Linked DNA regions of Salmo salar: region 2 is linked to region 1. A link is a contact called in public Hi-C data. All regions are on one chromosome and are shown on one strand. The core of a region is the stretch at or near the end of the contact, and the rest is flanking DNA. Distances in the headings are between cores, read along the strand shown. Region 1 holds the start of LOC106587256 (ankyrin repeat domain-containing protein 11). Region 2 overlaps LOC106587256 (ankyrin repeat domain-containing protein 11).

Region 1 (4,315 bases), core at 199-2,698:
TTATCAACCACAGTCTACTCCAAGTAGAGTGGTCGTTTGTTAGGAACCTTGCCCTTCTTTTCATGCTCTCCCACAACCAGAAGTCAAAGCCTTACTGTTGTGACTTCTTGTTGACTTGAAATATTCATACCCTTCCACAGCCACTCAAATGATAGAGCCTGTCAAGCAATGGTTTTGGCACTAATATGAAAACACTGCACACCTGTGTTACTTTAATGACAACCATAATGATGTGCTTGTTAGGACAGAGTAAATGACACATTTCACAGTAACTGTGTTAATACATTACAGTAAAATATTCGAATCAAAGTACCAATCCTGGATCCATGGACCATGAGTCGACCAGGAAAACACGTTGCCAAATCGAGAAGTCAAGCAACTTTGGAGAGCACTAACGTTCATTTATTATGAGGCACGTCTTAGTTGATCTCACCACTGCATTACACATCAACATAACCAATTATTTCATCCCATCTCAGTGTCTTTTTCCAAAAAGAAATAAACAGATGAGTTGTATGAAATAACGTCACTGGCAGTGATGCAATATCCCCTTGAAGATGGTGTTATTCTTTTTTCTTCTTTTTTTACAAAATACATCAATCGTCGAAGAGAAGTGTAGGCTATTACATGGATGGCACTGAAGCCATTCAAATACATGTGAGTATATCCCAACTACCTATGCAACTACATATCTAGCTATAACATTAACAGCCTATGTAGGTCAACAAACGACTCGCAGGCTAGTTAGGTAGTATGCCACACTTCTCGCCTAAATTAAGTCCTTACCTGTCATCTTACTAGTTAAACGCGTACGCAGTTAGAATGCTGGGTGGGGGGGGGGGGTCATCTAGCTTCATAACACATTTCTTCGACTCGAGCATTAAACCATGTTATCTAGTTAGCTTAACAGCTAAGGCTAACGGTATAACTAGCTAGCATATCGAGTAACGTTATTCGCAGCTAGCTAGCCAACTAATGTTATTGTGTCTTACCTTCAACAGAATCCGAGTTACGTCGACAAGCTTATCCCCGATATTCCTGTCCGATGCTTGTTTTTCCCATTTGAGGCCCTCTGGTTCAGCAATCTGCCGTCCGTAGACATCCGAGAAATGCTGCAAACATCTCAGTTGAAAATCAGACTATTGGAAGCTAACGTTAGCAAGCCAGGCTAGCTAGTATTTCTAGGCTAGTGCTAACTAGCTTGCTAATTCCTGAACACCAACAACCGACAGAGAAAGCTTCAAATCTCCTCGAAAACGTCCTTGTACACTTTTTATTTTGTCACCGTGGTCTGAATTGAAGATTTGTATGCTCAGTAATCAAAACTGGAGCATTGAAAGGTAAACTTAAAGTAGCTAAAAACGATATTTTGTTTCGGCTTAATCTTCTTTAACGACCCCTTGCAAACTGTTTCCAGACGGGCTTTGGCTTTGATATGCGTCTGAAGGAAAGAGAAAGAGGCCAAATGAAACAGTGATTGTGATTGGCTCTTGAATGTGGGCGGGTACTATTTGTGCACCGATGAAACCGGCGCCATTATGGATCAAATCAAAGTACTAAATCTACATTGATACAATAATATGAAGGCGCGAACATGGTTGACCGAGTACTTCAGTTTCCATGGTTGGGGACCCATCTCCATTATACAGTTGGGAGAGCAAGCAAAGGAAATGGAGTACGAAGGTTGGGTGCACTTGACTTACCTCGCCCATCGTGATGGAGTGAGACACCTCATATCGTATTATTATCATTCACCTGAACAAACATATTATTGCATACTTGAATCTTATCGTAGTCCTACTCATGATGTCAGTTATAACCAAAGCACCTTTACAGGTAACTAGCACCCTAGTCTGACCCAAATGTCCAGATCACAGGTAGGACAGGTCTGAATAGCCTATTTCACTTCCAAAACACTCTTTCTCAGTGCGATCATCAATACATGATTTCTTACCGTTGACAACTACAGTCTCAATATCGTAATGTTGTTGATGATGATGATCTCTGCACACTTTGAAAGTGAGACGGGTTTGGGTTGTTTGGTAATGCATATCGATTGCACCCATTGAAGAGCGTCCTCTGCTGGGCGACAACATGACATGCACGGAGATGTAAGAAGCGCTATCATTGGTTAAGATAAAAAAATATATATTGAATCTATTTCCTCATTGGCTTATTTAAATGTTCGTCACGGTGATAGGATGGGCCTTTATTTTCTTTCAAAACATGATTTGTTTTTAGGTCCTCTACCATATTAAATGGACATACACGTTGTACTGCATGCTTTTAGGATAACTTTTTTTTATGTGACATGCTTCGTAAACAACAGGTGTGGACTAACAGTGAAATGCTTACTTACGGGCCCTTCCCAACAATGCAGAGAGAAAGAAAATATAAAAATAATTGTAAATAGTAAAGTAAAACACATAATAATATTAGATACACAATAAGTAACAATAACTTGGCTATATAGAAGAGGTACCAGTACCGAGTCCATGTGCAGGGGTACAAGGTAATTGAGGTAGATATGTACATATAACTAGAAATAAAGTGACAGATAATAGACAATAGCAGCAGTGTATGTGATCAAAAAAGTTTATGCAAAATAGGTAAATGCAAATATTTGGTTAACTATTTAACTAATCTGTACCTCTATATGGTTAACTATTTAACTAATCGTTACCGTTTGCCATGCGGTAGCAGGAGAGAACAGCCTATGACTTGGGTGGCTGCAGTCTTTGACAATTTTCATGCTTTCCTCTGACACCACCTAGTGTAGAGGTCCTTGTAGACTATACCAAAAATGATATACTCTGTGGTACAAGACTGAAGTAGAGCAGTTTGGGTGCTTCCTTGGTGTCCACATCACTAAGGATCTATCATGGTCCAAACACACCAACACAATTGTGAAGTGGTCACGACAACACCTCTTCCCTCAGGAGGCTGAAAATAATTTGCAATGGGCCTTTCAGATCCTCAAAAAGTTCCATAGCTGCACCTTGACTGGCTGCATCACTGCTTGGAATGGCAACTGCTTGGAATCTGACTGCAAGGTGTTACAGAGGGTAGTGCGTGTGGCCCAGTACAACACTGGAGTCAAGCTCCCTGACATCAAGGACGCAGCTATGGAACTTTTTGAGGATCTGAAAGGCCCATTGCAAATTATTTTCAGCCTCCTGAGGGAAGAGGTGTTGTCGTGACCACTTCACAATTGTGTTGGTGTGTTTGGACCATGATATATCCTTAGTGATGTGGACACCAAGGAAGCACCCAAACTGCTCTACTTCAGTCTTGTACCACAGAGTATATCATTTTTGGTATAGTCTACCAGGCAATTTAAAAAATTTTTAACCTTTATTTAAAGGTCAGATTTTGTCTGGTATTTCTTAGGCAGGGCAGCTTTTACAATCACAATGTCATACACAAACCTTTAGGAACAAGAAAACAACAACAAAACTCTCAAAGCTGTTTCACCATGATCTTACTGATAAAAGTATTAGAAATTTTATTTATTTCTAAATATAAACACAATGAATGCTCGATGCCATAGCTACCTCTGGTGGCTACTTTTGTAACTACAGCAGAGAAGTCCATAGAGACATTATTTAGCATACACAAGAGGCAGATACAGTAAAATACAATGATGTATCAGCGCACAAACACATTGTCAATAATAAGTGTATTTTTGTATTTTATTACAGTTAGCATCTATTCTTTGTGCCATTTTTATCTCAAGGAACGTGTTTGCGGGATGTGAAAATCCTGCGCAGGTAGAGCGCTCATGAAGCAATATCGTGACGTAACCCGATAAGGGTCAAAGGGCCGTTCAGTACTGAATATTTTATTTGATGTACTGTAGCTACTGTAACTGTGAGCAACAGGAAAAGGTCCTAGTCTAATATTAGTTTATTGACAATAAATTATATATTTTCCGCAAATTGAAAGTTATGTCTATCTCAGCGTGAACATAGAATCAAATCAGATATATAGATACTCTTTGGTCAAGGGATACGTATCTCTTGGGGTTAAAGTTCGGGGTTCAGCAAACACTTTTTAAATGTGTCAGGATATCTATGTGCTTATTTGCTCTCGTGGTCAGCCTAACAAGGAATTGGAATACCTATTTAATTCACTGACCTTGCTTCAATGATACAAATTCGTTACCAAAACAGAATGATGGGTACATCTACATTTCAGAGCATATCAAAGGATTTGTGAACGAAACCTTGTCGTTTAAGATACATAGACAGTTGTACATGTACTGAGGACGGATCAGTGTAAGGAGTGATATGTCTTTAATGTAGCAAACCATATT
Region 2 (3,864 bases), core at 1,042-3,541, 51 kb before region 1:
CAGGTGCGAGGCCCAGGACCCTCAGCTCCTCTCCTCCCTCCCTCTCCGTCTACAGAAAGGAGAAATGCCCCCACACCAGATCCTGTTTCCCCGAACAACCCCCTTCGTATCCTCCCTCCTGCAGAATCCGGAGCCCAGACCACAGATCGGTGAGAGAGATGAGGAGCACAGCAATAAATCTGGCTGATGCAATCTAATGGAACATTGTATTAGGGCGGGCTCAGTGCTCTGCTCGGTAAATAATGGAGTTCTTGCAGCCAGGAGAGATAATGCTCCCACCCAGGGGAGAGAGAAAGCCTCAGGAACACTATTATGAGTTTCAATGGAAACTCAAAACAGGCAGGCGCTCCTGGATGGCTGGAGGCTGGCTCAGTCACGTCTGTACTGTTTGCTCACCACTGATACAGCCACTGATACAGGTCAGGACCAGGAATGAAGGATACACTAATGTAAACTAATGTAACTAACAGAGAAAACCCTTGAAGAAATAGGTCTTACATGCAGACCAGGCCGCCCACGTTGCAAAATAAAATGTACACATATGCTATTCAATCATTTCATCCAAACTGCTCGCGAGCCTCTGTAGTCAGGCGCTAAAATTGAAATGCGCTATATTTAAGACGCTTGAAGCGCCACAAGTGCCGCCTCATTGATTTTAGGAGCATATAACCACGTGGGTGATTGAAAGATGAACGAGGTCCACATTCCAGTCCAGTTGGTGGCGGTTCTGCACCTTAAAAGGGTGTTTGCCAACCGCCACAGAAAATCCACAAAAAAAGAATGTGGATTAATTGTAGGAATAGAGAAGACACGATTTTGTATGACTCAAAATAGGTCAAAATTCTAGAAATAAACGGGCAAAAAAGACCATACGCATTTCAGCTATAAAAAAAAAAGTTTCTCCTAGGATAAATTAGCTAGCAACAGCAAGCTAGCAAAATGTCCATGAATGTTCCATGTGTTTTTCAACCTGTCCCCAATTTCATATGTACTTACATACTTACTGACTTTGTCCCTATGGGTAAATTTTGTTGCAGTGTCATGTACACGTTTAAAGTGGCGTTTAAATACAAAACAAAATTGACAATACAACTTTCATAACAGTTACATACCAATAAAAAAAGACAACTAATATTGTTGGTTCACCGTTGGTTTTGCCATTTGAACCTGTACGTCATGAACGCGTCTGGCGCAGAAAGGCAAAATCAACATGCGCATGATGGCTGAGTCAGTTTGGTCAGGATGTTAGTATACAGGCCTATACCCAGAGAGAGAGATCATCAACAGTTGAACAACTGATGTAATTGAAGAGCTGCAGACAGATCTCACATACAGTGCATTCGGAAAGTATTCAGACCCACCTTCCAACAGGACAACGACCCTAAGCACACAGCCAAAACAACACAGGAGTGGCTTCGGGACAAGTCTCTGAATGTCCTTGAGTGGCCCAGCCAGAGCCCAGACTTGAACCAGATCGAACATCTCTGGAGAGATCTGAAAAAAGATTTGCAGCGACGCTCACTATCCAACCTGACAGAGCTTGAGATTATCTGCAGAGAAGAATGGGAGAAACTCCCCAAGCTTGTAGTGTCATACCCAAGAAGACTCGAGGATGTAATAGCTGCCAAAAGTGTTACAGCAAAGTACTGAGTAAACGGTCTGAATACTTAAGTAAATGTGACAGTTTTTGATTTGTCATTATGACGTAGTGCGTGTAGATTGATGAGGGGAAAAAAACAATTGAATCCATTTTAGAATAAGGCTGTAAGGTAACAAAATGTGGAAAAAGTCAAGGGGTGTGAACACTTATTGAATGCATTGTATCTACACTTAACATATAAACAACCTCCAAACTACAGCAGTACTCAAGCTATGTGGGTGATTATCTCAACCTGCCGTGATTGGCAGTCCCATAGGGCGGTGCACTATTGGGGTAGGCCGTCCTTGTAAATAACAATTTGTTCTTAACTGACTTGCCTAGTTAATAAAAGGTTAAATGAAAAACAAATGATTCTATGTAGAGCAATTACACAGGAAGCACATAAACCACATTTTTCTTCCAGAGGAGAGAAAGAGAGAAGGAAAAACACATGGAATTAAAATATGATAATTGACGTACTATTTCAGTCCAGAATATATCAGCTATTCCTGTGTTGTGAGTGACTCCTGGGACTACCATGACAAACAAGGCGAATGTGGAGTACTCTGAACCCAGAGGGACCTGCCATTTTGACAGGAACACATTCCTGGCTGAGGGAAATAGGAAGAGCTGGTCAAAGAGCTGCTTGAGAAGCAGAGGGGAAGTTGTTGCTGCTGCAACAACAAAACATGGTAGTTTCCCCAACAACGCAACACTCAAAATGACCTTGCACAACTGTTACAAATAGCCTACTGAATAATAAAGCACATGATGCGCTGGATGAAATGAGGGTGAGTTTATATAATTTAGACTAAAATAAATAATTCCTCGTGGGCCATGTCTACGGCAAAGGAGTCCAAATGAGGTAAACAGAAACTTGGTATTTGGCAATGCCACTCCGTATCCTTGAAGAATGCGAGACTTAATAAGGAAAGTTAATTTCAATTAATGTTGTAGTTTTGCTTAGCTAGAATACTGCTGTAGCAGTATAACGAGAACTACAGCACAATACTCTGAAGCCCAGAATCCATCAGGAGAAGCAGGGCTGCCACTGGAGAGAATCCAGACCATTCCTTCAGAACCTCTGGCATGAAAAACACACACACACACACACACACACATGCAATCCCCTCTCTCCCCTTCACTGCTTCTTTCAGAGTGGAAGTCCAAATTCCTAGCTTCACTAAGTCCAAGTCAAACACAAGAGGCGGTGACAAGGGTAGCGAACCATGTCCAAGACAGACACTGTAGGTTCCTGGCAGGCACCATTGCATGGAAGCAGACAACATAATCTGAAAAGTAAACCACACCAAAACCCCTTCAATCTGGGGCTAATGTGAGGCCCTCTGTCCTCTGGGTTCTGGACCGGAGGCTGGGCGAGAGCCATTTATTTAGGCCCTATAGCAATGGGCTCCATGGTCCAAGTGTTCCATCTCATCAGTCACACCATGCATCATCAACAGCTCCAGCCATCACCGTTCCAATCCAGACCTCAAATGAACAGAGACCAAGAGCTGCTTTCTGTTCCCCAAACAATAACAGAATGAGAGGGGGACATAAAGCCTCCCTGGCGATCATTGGGAGGTCATTAAGTCTTAGCCAGAGGTCACCAGAAAAGCCACTTTTGTCCAGAGAGCCTTGAGAAGTGAAATGAGAACAAAAGCAGGACAATGGGAGAGAGGAGAGAGCCCCCCTACTGCCCTGCATCAGGTTGGGTCAGGTTGAATAATGCACAGCCTCCCCTCCCCAACAAACAAAAAGGAGAAGCCAAGCCTAAACAGCCCAGAGGACGCCGTGGATGGCCAAAAGGGTGAGGTTGGGGCCTCAGGGGGGGCCTATAGCGTGGCCCTTTGTTAAGAAGTAGCAAGAGATTGTATCACCGACTATAGCTTACTCAAAGATTAAACCATGGATGAAATGACTGTTTGGCTGCTATTCTCTTCACTAATAAGTAAAGCTAGTATTCATTACAGAACCAGAAAGAGCTGCTGCCAGATAACAGCATTGGTCAAATGGCAGTGCAACAGATGGAGACTATCTGGAAAGGGAACAAAATCTAAGACACAACCTTGAATTCCCTGAAAGAGAAAAGTGGATCCAACTAGCTTTCCAAGCAGTGGACACCTACAGACAGAGCAACACACTAGGGCTTCTCCAAAAGAGAAAGATTAATATGCATGTGATGAAACCTGCTTCCCACCTTGTAATCTCCTCAGGTTCCCACT

What was found. A called contact is a pair of places that touch in the nucleus more often than the background predicts.
Region 2: a contact with region 1 is called in a Hi-C map of blood, with 2.0 times the contacts expected there. The contact joins the enhancer-like site here to the promoter of LOC106587256 in region 1. A contact is called at or near these places in 2 of 3 Hi-C or Micro-C datasets (blood and gill).

Annotation. Positions count from the first base shown.
Region 1 is chrssa26:15,682,570-15,686,884 of Ssal_v3.1, reverse strand. It overlaps LOC106587256 (ankyrin repeat domain-containing protein 11), which reads right to left and starts at 1,448. Exons shown (of 14, transcript XM_014175493.2): 1 at 993-1,448. It overlaps LOC106587257 (paraplegin-like), which reads left to right and starts at 3,842. Exons shown (of 17, transcript XM_014175494.2): 1 at 3,842-4,315.
Region 2 is chrssa26:15,734,973-15,738,836 of Ssal_v3.1, reverse strand. All of the region lies in intron 2 of LOC106587256 (ankyrin repeat domain-containing protein 11), which reads right to left. Among protein-coding and RNA genes, the nearest start is that of LOC106587256, 51 kb to the right of the region's middle. Within about 2 kb of position 2,291, at least 2 of the 13 cell types and tissues checked have an H3K27ac peak or open chromatin away from gene starts, as enhancers often do.